2 separate regions of the Oryza sativa genome follow, and region 2 is linked to region 1. A link is a contact called in public HiCAR-type data. All regions are on one chromosome and are shown on one strand. Each heading gives the region's core, a stretch centred on a gene start, on an enhancer-like site or on the middle of the called end of the contact. The rest is flanking DNA. Distances are from core to core; before and after follow the strand shown.

Region 1 (4,484 bases), core at 1,391-3,890:
CCAGCTCCCATATTGATTAGGAGGCAAACCAGGCTTTGCCATTGCGTTTCTACTGCCGATTGCTAATGAAGTTTGGATACAGTGGCAGGTCACTGAAAATCGCTATCAGTTGTCCGAGCTTGACAATACCTTTTCAATAGGATTTTAATGATGCTAGGATTTGACTATGGTTTCCATTTCTTTAGCATGTTGTCAACGTTTGGAGATAGTGGCTGGCCAATCGAAGAAAGTAGCAGGCCACTTAAAAGACTATTAATTATCTAGTCTCCACAACGCCTTTTTCAATAGGATTTTAGTGATGTCAAGATTTAATCGTGGTTTTCATCTCTTTGAGTATATATTGAGGGGGTACATTCATAGATATGTGAAAACAATTGTGCACTATATAAAGTTGCTTGGACAATTACAGACGATTTTGTAAACTACGATATTGTTGACTTTTTCTCTCAGAGTTTAACAAAAATATTTATTCACTTAGTTATAAGTAAAGTGAAAAGAGTAACATTAGATCTACTACACCAAAAGTACCCTTCAGCATGTCTTATACATTTGTTTATTTTTTATACGAACAGTCAAACAAATTTAAAAAATAAACATATATGCCAAAAAGGTACTTCCTCCGTCTCTAAATATTCGACGTAGTTAACTTTTTTAAATATGTTTGACCGTTCGTCTTATTCAAATTTCTCTTTAAATATGTAAAAATATATGTATACATAAAAATATATTTAACAATGAATCAAAGGATAGAAAAAGAATTAATAAAAAAATTAATAAAATGAACGATCAAACATGTTTAAAAAATCAACGGCGTCAAATATTACGGATGGAGTAGTATTTTTCCCCTGCATTCTAATCCCAGTGACAGGGAGGACCATTGACCCGCGAAACAACCACCACCGGCTCACGTAGCGAGTTCACCCGTGACGGCCGCGCCAAACTCGATATACTTTTTCACCGAACGCGTGACGACGACGCGCACCAATGCGAACTCGTGCGCACGTCGAACACTTCAACTCGCCATCGCCTTGGAAGCATCTCTGCACACTCTGAACGCTCGCCTCCGGCCTCCGGCCACGGTCAAACCCGGCGACCGTACGTCGTCGATCGACGTCTATATATATAAAGCTTCAATCCGATCCTCCCCCACACAAATCAATCACACAAGCATCAGCAGCAGCAGCAGCAGAAGAAGATCGAAGATTCGGTTGATAAGTTGATTGATCTGCTCTCGCACTTGTTGCGTACGTTTGTGTCACCGGAGCTCGAGAAGAAGAGTGTGTCCGGCAATGGAGGCGGCGGCGAGCTCGCACGAGGCGCTGGTGAAGATGTGGGTGTTCGTGCTGGTGCAGGCGCTGGTGTACCTCATCCTCGCGCAGTCGTCGGACGTCTTCTCCAGGGCCCAGAGCCTGCAGGGCGGCGGCGCCCCGCGGCGGCCGGCGCGCTCCGTCAGCGCCGTCCGCCGCATGCTCGCCGCGCTCTCCGACATGCCCGCCGGCGGGGAGCCGTCGCCCGTGGTGGCCGTCGTCGATGGCCGGAAGAAGGATTGAGAGAGGAGAGGTGCCAGTGTTTGAATTGATTTGTTGCGACAAGTACGCGGAGCTAAAATGGATGATATATTGCTCCTGTTGCTTGCTGGATGTTCACCATTCTTTGATCCGATTCATTTCGTTTGATTTGTATGCATGTCAATACTACATAGTGAATTTTGGTTGTTATTTTTGTTAATGGTACTGTAACATTTTACATTGGCTCAATTTGCTCAGTACCATCGAGAACGTTGGGAGATAAAAAAAAAGATTGCCGTATGTTGTTGATTCGTGAGGCTTAATTCTCAGATAGTACAATGATATTTCTGAAACTTCTATTTTGAATTTTATTAACAAATTTAAATAAATGGTTCTTTATGTTTCTTAGCCCTTATCGGTGGGATAGAAGTAGAACAGCCCATCGAACGTCAGATCAAACTGTTAGGCCTAACTTTTCAGTTGGGCTTCACCAAGGAAAAAATTCAGAGTAAACCAACGGGCCTCATTGTCCCAAGATCCAAATCGCCCGGATCAAACGGCATGAGTTGACCAACTCGTCTGGTAATGCATGCCATGGACCATGGCATCCCTAATCCAGGATTAGAAAAAGAAGGCGTCTCCCTATGCATGGAGCATGGTTGGCTAGCATTTCTTATCTGCCTCAATGCCCTCGTGAATGAACCCCTAAACCCTTCAAAACCCAGGGGAATTGACCTCCCCAAAACCTCAAAATCCAAGGGAATCACGCTTACAAACCAAGCAAAACGGACGTGGTTTGGACCACTCTCTACCAGATTGTTCGTCCCATTACTTGCTTTTTCTTGAGTGTGGTTGGGACATGAGATCCTCTTTTTGTCACAGCAAAATCCAGAGATGATGTGTCCTACAGCTCACTGATCATATCAACTCCAATGCAGTTACAGGCTTACAGCAATGTTCAACGAAGACAAGAAGAGAAAGGGAAAAAAGTTCCTTTTTTTTTTCTTTTCACCCACTGCATTACGTGCACGCCAGTAGAGTTTTTTCACATGCAATGTTCATGAACTGTTCCCAAAATCTCAAGCAAAATCACCTATAAAAAGAGCACACACTTGGCTCTTTCAAAAGCCCCAATCTTGTGCACGCATCACCGTTTGCAACCCAGCAACAACATCATCATCGCTCACATCCGCATCTCCACACAAAAAACCCTTATCTTCTCCTGTGGATTGCAGTCCATTTTCCATCCAACCAATCCAAGATAAGAGCAGCCAAAACCCCTGCCATCCTCCCAAAACCCAGATCCACAACTCCCGAAGAATTGGGGCTGCACAGGAAGGGTATAAAGCTCAGTACAGTGAGAAGTGTTTCTTGGTGTTGGCCCCAAATATCTTGCAGTGAAAAAGGTTAGGAATTTGAGGGTTCTTGGTAATCTTGAAGTGAAAAAGGTGGGATATTTGAGGGGTTTTGTGGCTGTATTATTTGGGGGAGGTGTTTGCGTCATGGATGTGTCTGTCCCACCAACCAATTATCCGAAATCTTTATCCTCGATTATCAAATGCCATCGTCGTCGTGCGGCAATAAACAATTGCCATTCAGTCGTCTCGCATCCGCCGCTCTCGCACTCGAACCACCACCACCGCTCGCTGCGTGTGAGATCCAGCGCCGCCGTCGCGCCGCCGCTGCCGCCGCCGCTGGTGGTGCCGATGACGACGCCGAAGCCGAGCCCGACGATCCGGAGGCTGGACGTGGCGTCGCCGGTGCCGGCGGACATCGACATCGCCAACGCCGTCTCGCCGCTCCCCATCGCCGACATCGCCGCGGAGCTCGGCCTGCGCCCCGAGCACTTCGATCTCTACGGCAAGTACAAGGCCAAGGTGCGTGCGCCGCTTCCAAAGATGCGGATTGGGTTGTCGCGCGATGCGATGCGATTTGTTGATGATTTTTTTTTTCGCTTGTTCTTTTTTGCAGGTGTTGCTGTCTGTTCTTGATGAGTTGAAAGGGCAGCAGGATGGGTACTACGTGGTGGTCGGCGGCATCACGCCGACGCCGCTCGGGGAGGGCAAGTCGACCACCACCGTTGGGCTGTGCCAGGCGCTGGGTGCGTTTCTTGATAAAAAGGTGAGAGGCTTTCCATGCCACTTTCGCTTGTTCTATAATCGACAGGGTATCTTGGTTACTTATTGGTTATAGATAAAGTTTGTGATTGGTGTTGAGGTAAACAATCAGTTTGCTTGGCACAATAGTATCAGCCTGTGAGCTTTGTTGATTAGATTTAAGTCTTTTTATGCTGTCGTAGTAGCACACTAGCACCTGTATATTGGATGCAGGCACTGTCCTTTTTAAATTCTGCAGTGGTCTAGTGGAATCAAGAATTCTGTCAGTTTGGTTTGATTTATTTGTCAAACTTATTAATATCAAATCTTCATTGGTGCATTGTCAGAACTCCATGGTAGAACTGAACTCTCTGTGTTTATTTATATTTGCCTGCAAGAGTCATGTTGATAAATTCTCTCTCACCAAGCAATTTTCAGGAAAAACAAAATCCTAATGTTTAAATACTTGATACAATGCTCTGTTCTGGGGGTCTGGGATGACTTTATTTGTTTCTTGTAACAGTCATGATAGACTGCATGGTTCTTTATATGTCTCTAACCATCATGAACGTAGTATAAGTGGCGAATGTTGATACTGATACATAGAGTATATTATGCATTCCAGAGCATATTGAAACGATTGACATATCGATGTACATATTATGTTTATTTTTTTATAGAGTATATATTATGTTATTGATATGCTTTACTACTTTACTCAATATTAATGTTGCTATTATAGGTTGTCACTTGCCTCCGTCAACCATCACAAGGGCCTACTTTTGGAATCAAGGGGGGTGCTGCTGGAGGTGGCTACAGCCAAGTCATACCCATGGATGAGTTCAATCTTCATCTTACAGGAGATATCCATGCAATTACA
Region 2 (4,391 bases), core at 1,581-4,080, 37 kb after region 1:
GTATGGACTATATGGACGCCCCACCTCCCCGTGCTGTCCCGAACCAGCATACACTGGCAGCGGCCGCGGACTCCATGTGCGACGCACAGGCGGCGCGCTGCAAAATCACCCCCAAGCCGTCCTGAACTCCCTCCATACCGTGTCGCTACCCAGCCGCAGGGGCCACCGTTCGAGAGGGCGCGCGCGCGCGACCACGACCACCACGTGCACATGCTGGTACGGCCGCGCCCGCGCCCCCGGCCGTCGCGCGCGCGCTACAGGACGGCGTCACGTGCCGCGGCCGCGGCGCGGTAAATGCGTCGACCCCGCCTGCGCTGCGCTGCGCCCCGCCCCCCCTCTCCGTCGTCGGCCACCGAGAATTTATTGTTGGGGCGCGACGGCACACGCGCCGTGGGCATTAATCGCGGGGCATCGCGTCGCGCGCGCGGCGGGGCGCATCCCACTACGCCTGCCTTGCTGCGATGCTGCCACCAGCAGCAGCCAGCTTACGGCCGGGGCTGCATGCTGGATTGCTGGCGCGCTTGCAAAGCTTCCGTCTGTTTTGCTCCTGTCCGACGGGCCGCCTGCACGCGCCACTGTTTGTTGTCGAGCCCCAGCCTCGCGTCATGGTAAACCCGCGGCTTCATTTTTCGAGCTGGTGTGGCTCACGCGTTCACGGTGAGCCTACTACTCCCTCCGTCAAAAAAAAAAAAAAAGGGATAAACACTAGTTTCCGTGCCCAATGTTTGACCGTCCGTCTTATTTAAAAAAATTATGAAAAAAATTAAAAAGACAAGTTACGCATAAAATATTAATTATGTTTTATCATCTAACAACAATAAAAATACGAATTATAAATAAAGTTCATATAAAACGGATATAAAACGGACAGTCAAAATTGGACACGGAAATCAGGGTTTATCTTTTTTTTTTAAGACGGAGGCACTCTACAGTGCGAGCACTCAGGCTGCGTTCTTTTCAGGATAGTCCTCCTCGTTTTCCGTTAGCACGCTTTTCAAACTACTAAACGGTGCATTTTTCTGTAAAAAGTTTCTATACGAAAGTTACTTAAAAAAATCATATTAGTCCATTTTTTTAAAAAAGAATAGCAGATACTTAATTAATCATGTGCTAATGGATCGCTCCGTTTTCCGTAATCACTGTTGAGAAGAAGAAAGAACGCAGCCTCAGAGGTCAGGTCACAGCCAGTTCGGTGTACCTGTACGGCTGCACGACACAGTACGAGCCGTTAATGGAGGCACGATCTTCATCTCGCTTGCACAGTACGACGCTCGTATACGTATACACGCACGCAGGCGATCCCACGCTGCAGCGAAATAACGCCACTACTACTAAGGGCACCCGCAATGGTTATCTATAGGCTCTCTACAAGATATCCATGTCAGCATATTTTCCTACTTGGAAGAGATTAAATGAAGAGAGAGAGCAAAGCTATCTACTAATCTGGAGATAGTCTATAGAAAAAAACGAGGCAATTGATTAGAGAGCTATAGATACCCATGTAGACATACCATTGAAGTGGTTTACTATTAATTTAGTCTATTGCTGAGATGTACATGTTTTATAGATAGCACCTTACTTTACCATTGCGGGTGCTCTAACGGGTACTACGTCCTCTGCATTAGAGCAAGTTCAATAGTATAGCCAACTGCTGGATATAAATCATCTATAGTTAATCTAATAGTCCATTCATATAATAGTTATCTATAAAAAATATAGTACGACATTAATACCCGGTCCCACATCTCATACACACATAACGTCTTGGAGTCTTTGTTGTAGCCGGCTACAAATTTGTAGTCCGTTTTCTACTCTCTCTTCTCTTTTATTCTCGATATGTGGTTATAGCTAGCTTATAGCTTGGTATTGTACCTGCTCTTATGAGTATCCGGTACTTGCGCTTGCTGCTTGCAACGAAATTTATGTTTTCGTATAGTAACATTAGTACATAAACCAGGCACTTTAATTATATTCCCTTTGTCCCATAATATAAGGGATTTTGAGTTTTTCTTGTAATGTTTGACTACTCGTCTTATTCAAAAAATTTTAAAATTATTATTTATTTTATTTGTGACTTACTTTATTATCTACAGTATTTTAAGCATAACTTTTCGTTTTTTATATTTGTAAAAAGAATTTGAATAAGACGAGTGGTCAAATATTAGAAGAAAAAACTTAAAATCGCTTATATCGTGAGACGGAGGGAGTACATGTATTTGATTGGCACGCCCCCCTGTGGCGCGCATAATTCTCATCAATACCTCATCGAAAACTTCCATCACTCTACACGCATTGATGCATGCAATTGAATGGAGTGGTCTCAAAACCGGACACACACGCACTGGTGCTAAACCCCCCAACAACTTTGGAATTCGGATCCTCTGCATTAGAGGTACTAATGCAGAGGATGAACAGTGCTGCGCATTAAGATCACTGTGGACCGTCCGATCGAGAGTGAAAGGATCAGATTTTTCGCTACAGTAAATTCAGCACAGTACCAAACAGTACTCAACAGTGTTTTAGGTCCTGTAGCTACAGTAAAGAGACACTGTTCATGGCATTAATTCACTGTTCCTCTCACATAAACAGTACCCCTCTGCGGTACTGCAGACGATCCGGATCCACAACTTTGTGAGCATGTCGAACGACGATGCATGGACCCTCCACGGCTGGGCTTGCCACGCACACGCGACGCACCGGTGGGGGGAGTAGTAGTAGCAGCGGCAATTATTGAAGTCATGCAGCAATCGAGCCCTCATGCCCAGCGATTAGACACCGAGTCAGACTGAGACGGACACGACGTAGACTAGAGAGAGGAAGAGATCGGGAGGAGATCGAAATAACCAAGGGGCCCAACGCTACTGCTACGAGTGGTACTCCTAGCTAGGGAGCACAGGTGACGCATGAGGGGCACGGGCACCGAGACGCGTCGCCCCCACCCCAGCGCACGGTCTCCGGCTCTCCGCACCCGGCGGCTCGGCTCGTCGTGCCATCGATCGATCGCACGGGGTGATGCACTACGCACACCGGCAGAGAGGGGGGAAGAGGGGGGGGGGGGTGGGTTTCACATCGTCTGCCGTTTTGGCTGACGGCGTTTTGGCTGACGGCAAACATTGCCGTTGCCTTCATCCCTGCCACACATCCTTCTGTCAACAAAAGCATATAGAATCACTTATTTCTCTTTCCAAAAAATCAGCAAATAGAATCTCAGCGGCAAAGCGCGCGAGAACAAAAGCAGAGCAGAGGGACAGCTCCTGCTTTTTGGCGCCAAGAATATGGATCGACACCAAATGTCTATTCACCCAGGAACAGCAGAACCAGAACAACAAAATCTTTTATCAGATGGATGAGAGTTGTATTATGAAGAATTTCATCAGTAGCTTCATTTCGCTGCTAGTTTTTGGATGAAAAATACTCTATCTGGGATATAGTAGTAGTGCAGCAATGCTATTTTTGTCAAATGAATACTTAAATATTTTATAAGACATATACTATTGTTCAAGTATTTGAATAGCTTCTTAGTATAACAGAAGCTTGCTTAGCTGTAGTATTTTGCTCTGCTCTGCTCTGCTTCTGTCAGTCGATCCATTTTCTTGGCGTCAAAAAGCATGAGCTTTCCCTCAGCTCTACTTTTGTTCTCGCGCGATTTGCCCCTGAGATTCTATTTGCTGATTTTCTTTGAAAGAGAAATAAGTGATTCTGCTGATTAGTAGTCCCTAATTAATCATAAATGGTGGAACCACTGCATGCATCCGTTGATAAAAAGATATGTGGCAGGGATGAATGCAACGGTAATGTTTGCCGTCAGCCAAAACGGCAGACGATGTGAACCCGGGGGGGGGGGGGGGGGGGGCGCGGTCCCGTCGGGTTGCTTTGATTGGCAAGATCTTTTGGGCGCGATTCGCTCGCCGTTCCATCCATCGATCGGGGCACAGGGCTCGCCGTCGTCGACGACTCGTCGCCGTCCGGTTACCGAGGACAGGGTGACTGTGTACTGCTGCGGCTGCTGCCCTGCGGTGCGCCGCGCCTGCTGCTGCGTGCGGGGGGCATGCCAATCGCAAAAGCAAAAGCCGACGGTGGTGGGGACAAATGGGCATTCACCTCTCCAATCATGTGAAAGGCTACTGTACCAAACTGTATGCCCTCTTTTGCTTCGAAATGCTGAAGTACAGTAGGACACGCACTGATGTTCAAGTAGGGAAATCGAACATTTTTTAAAAAAAATTCTGTGATATTGCCCTTTTAGGTCCCTTTGATCTGTAGAAAAAAATGTAGGAATTTTGAAGGATTTTAATCCTATAGAAAAAAAATCCTATGAAGACCTTTGAAACAAAGGATTGAATCATATACAATCCTTTAAAATTCCTATGAAATGGGTAATCCTACACACA

Evidence for each region. HiCAR-type assays count read pairs that join an accessible place to other places.
Region 2: a HiCAR-type map of leaf shows a contact between it and region 1, with 2.8 times the contacts expected there. The contact joins the enhancer-like site here to the promoter of LOC4347204 in region 1. A contact is called at or near these places in 11 of 15 Hi-C or Micro-C datasets (leaf, leaf mesophyll, panicle and 2 more) and 4 of 4 datasets of contacts at active chromatin or transcription factors (leaf and seedling).

The regions. Positions count from the first base shown.
Region 1 is chr9:21,032,033-21,036,516 of ASM3414082v1, forward strand. LOC4347204 (formate--tetrahydrofolate ligase) reads left to right here and starts at 2,641. Exons shown (of 5, transcript XM_015756624.2): 1 at 2,641-3,385; 2 at 3,480-3,629; 3 at 4,347-4,484. The coding sequence starts at 3,011. LOC107278616 reads left to right here and starts at 990. Exons shown (of 1, transcript XM_015755916.3): 1 at 990-1,757. The coding sequence starts at 1,290. The coding sequence ends at 1,550.
Region 2 is chr9:21,068,436-21,072,826 of ASM3414082v1, forward strand. No RefSeq gene overlaps it. Among protein-coding and RNA genes, the nearest start is that of LOC4347205, 14 kb to the left of the region's middle. Within about 2 kb of position 2,831, at least 15 of the 15 cell types and tissues checked have open chromatin away from gene starts, as enhancers often do. A contact at or near this core is called in leaf, panicle and seedling, where this site is marked.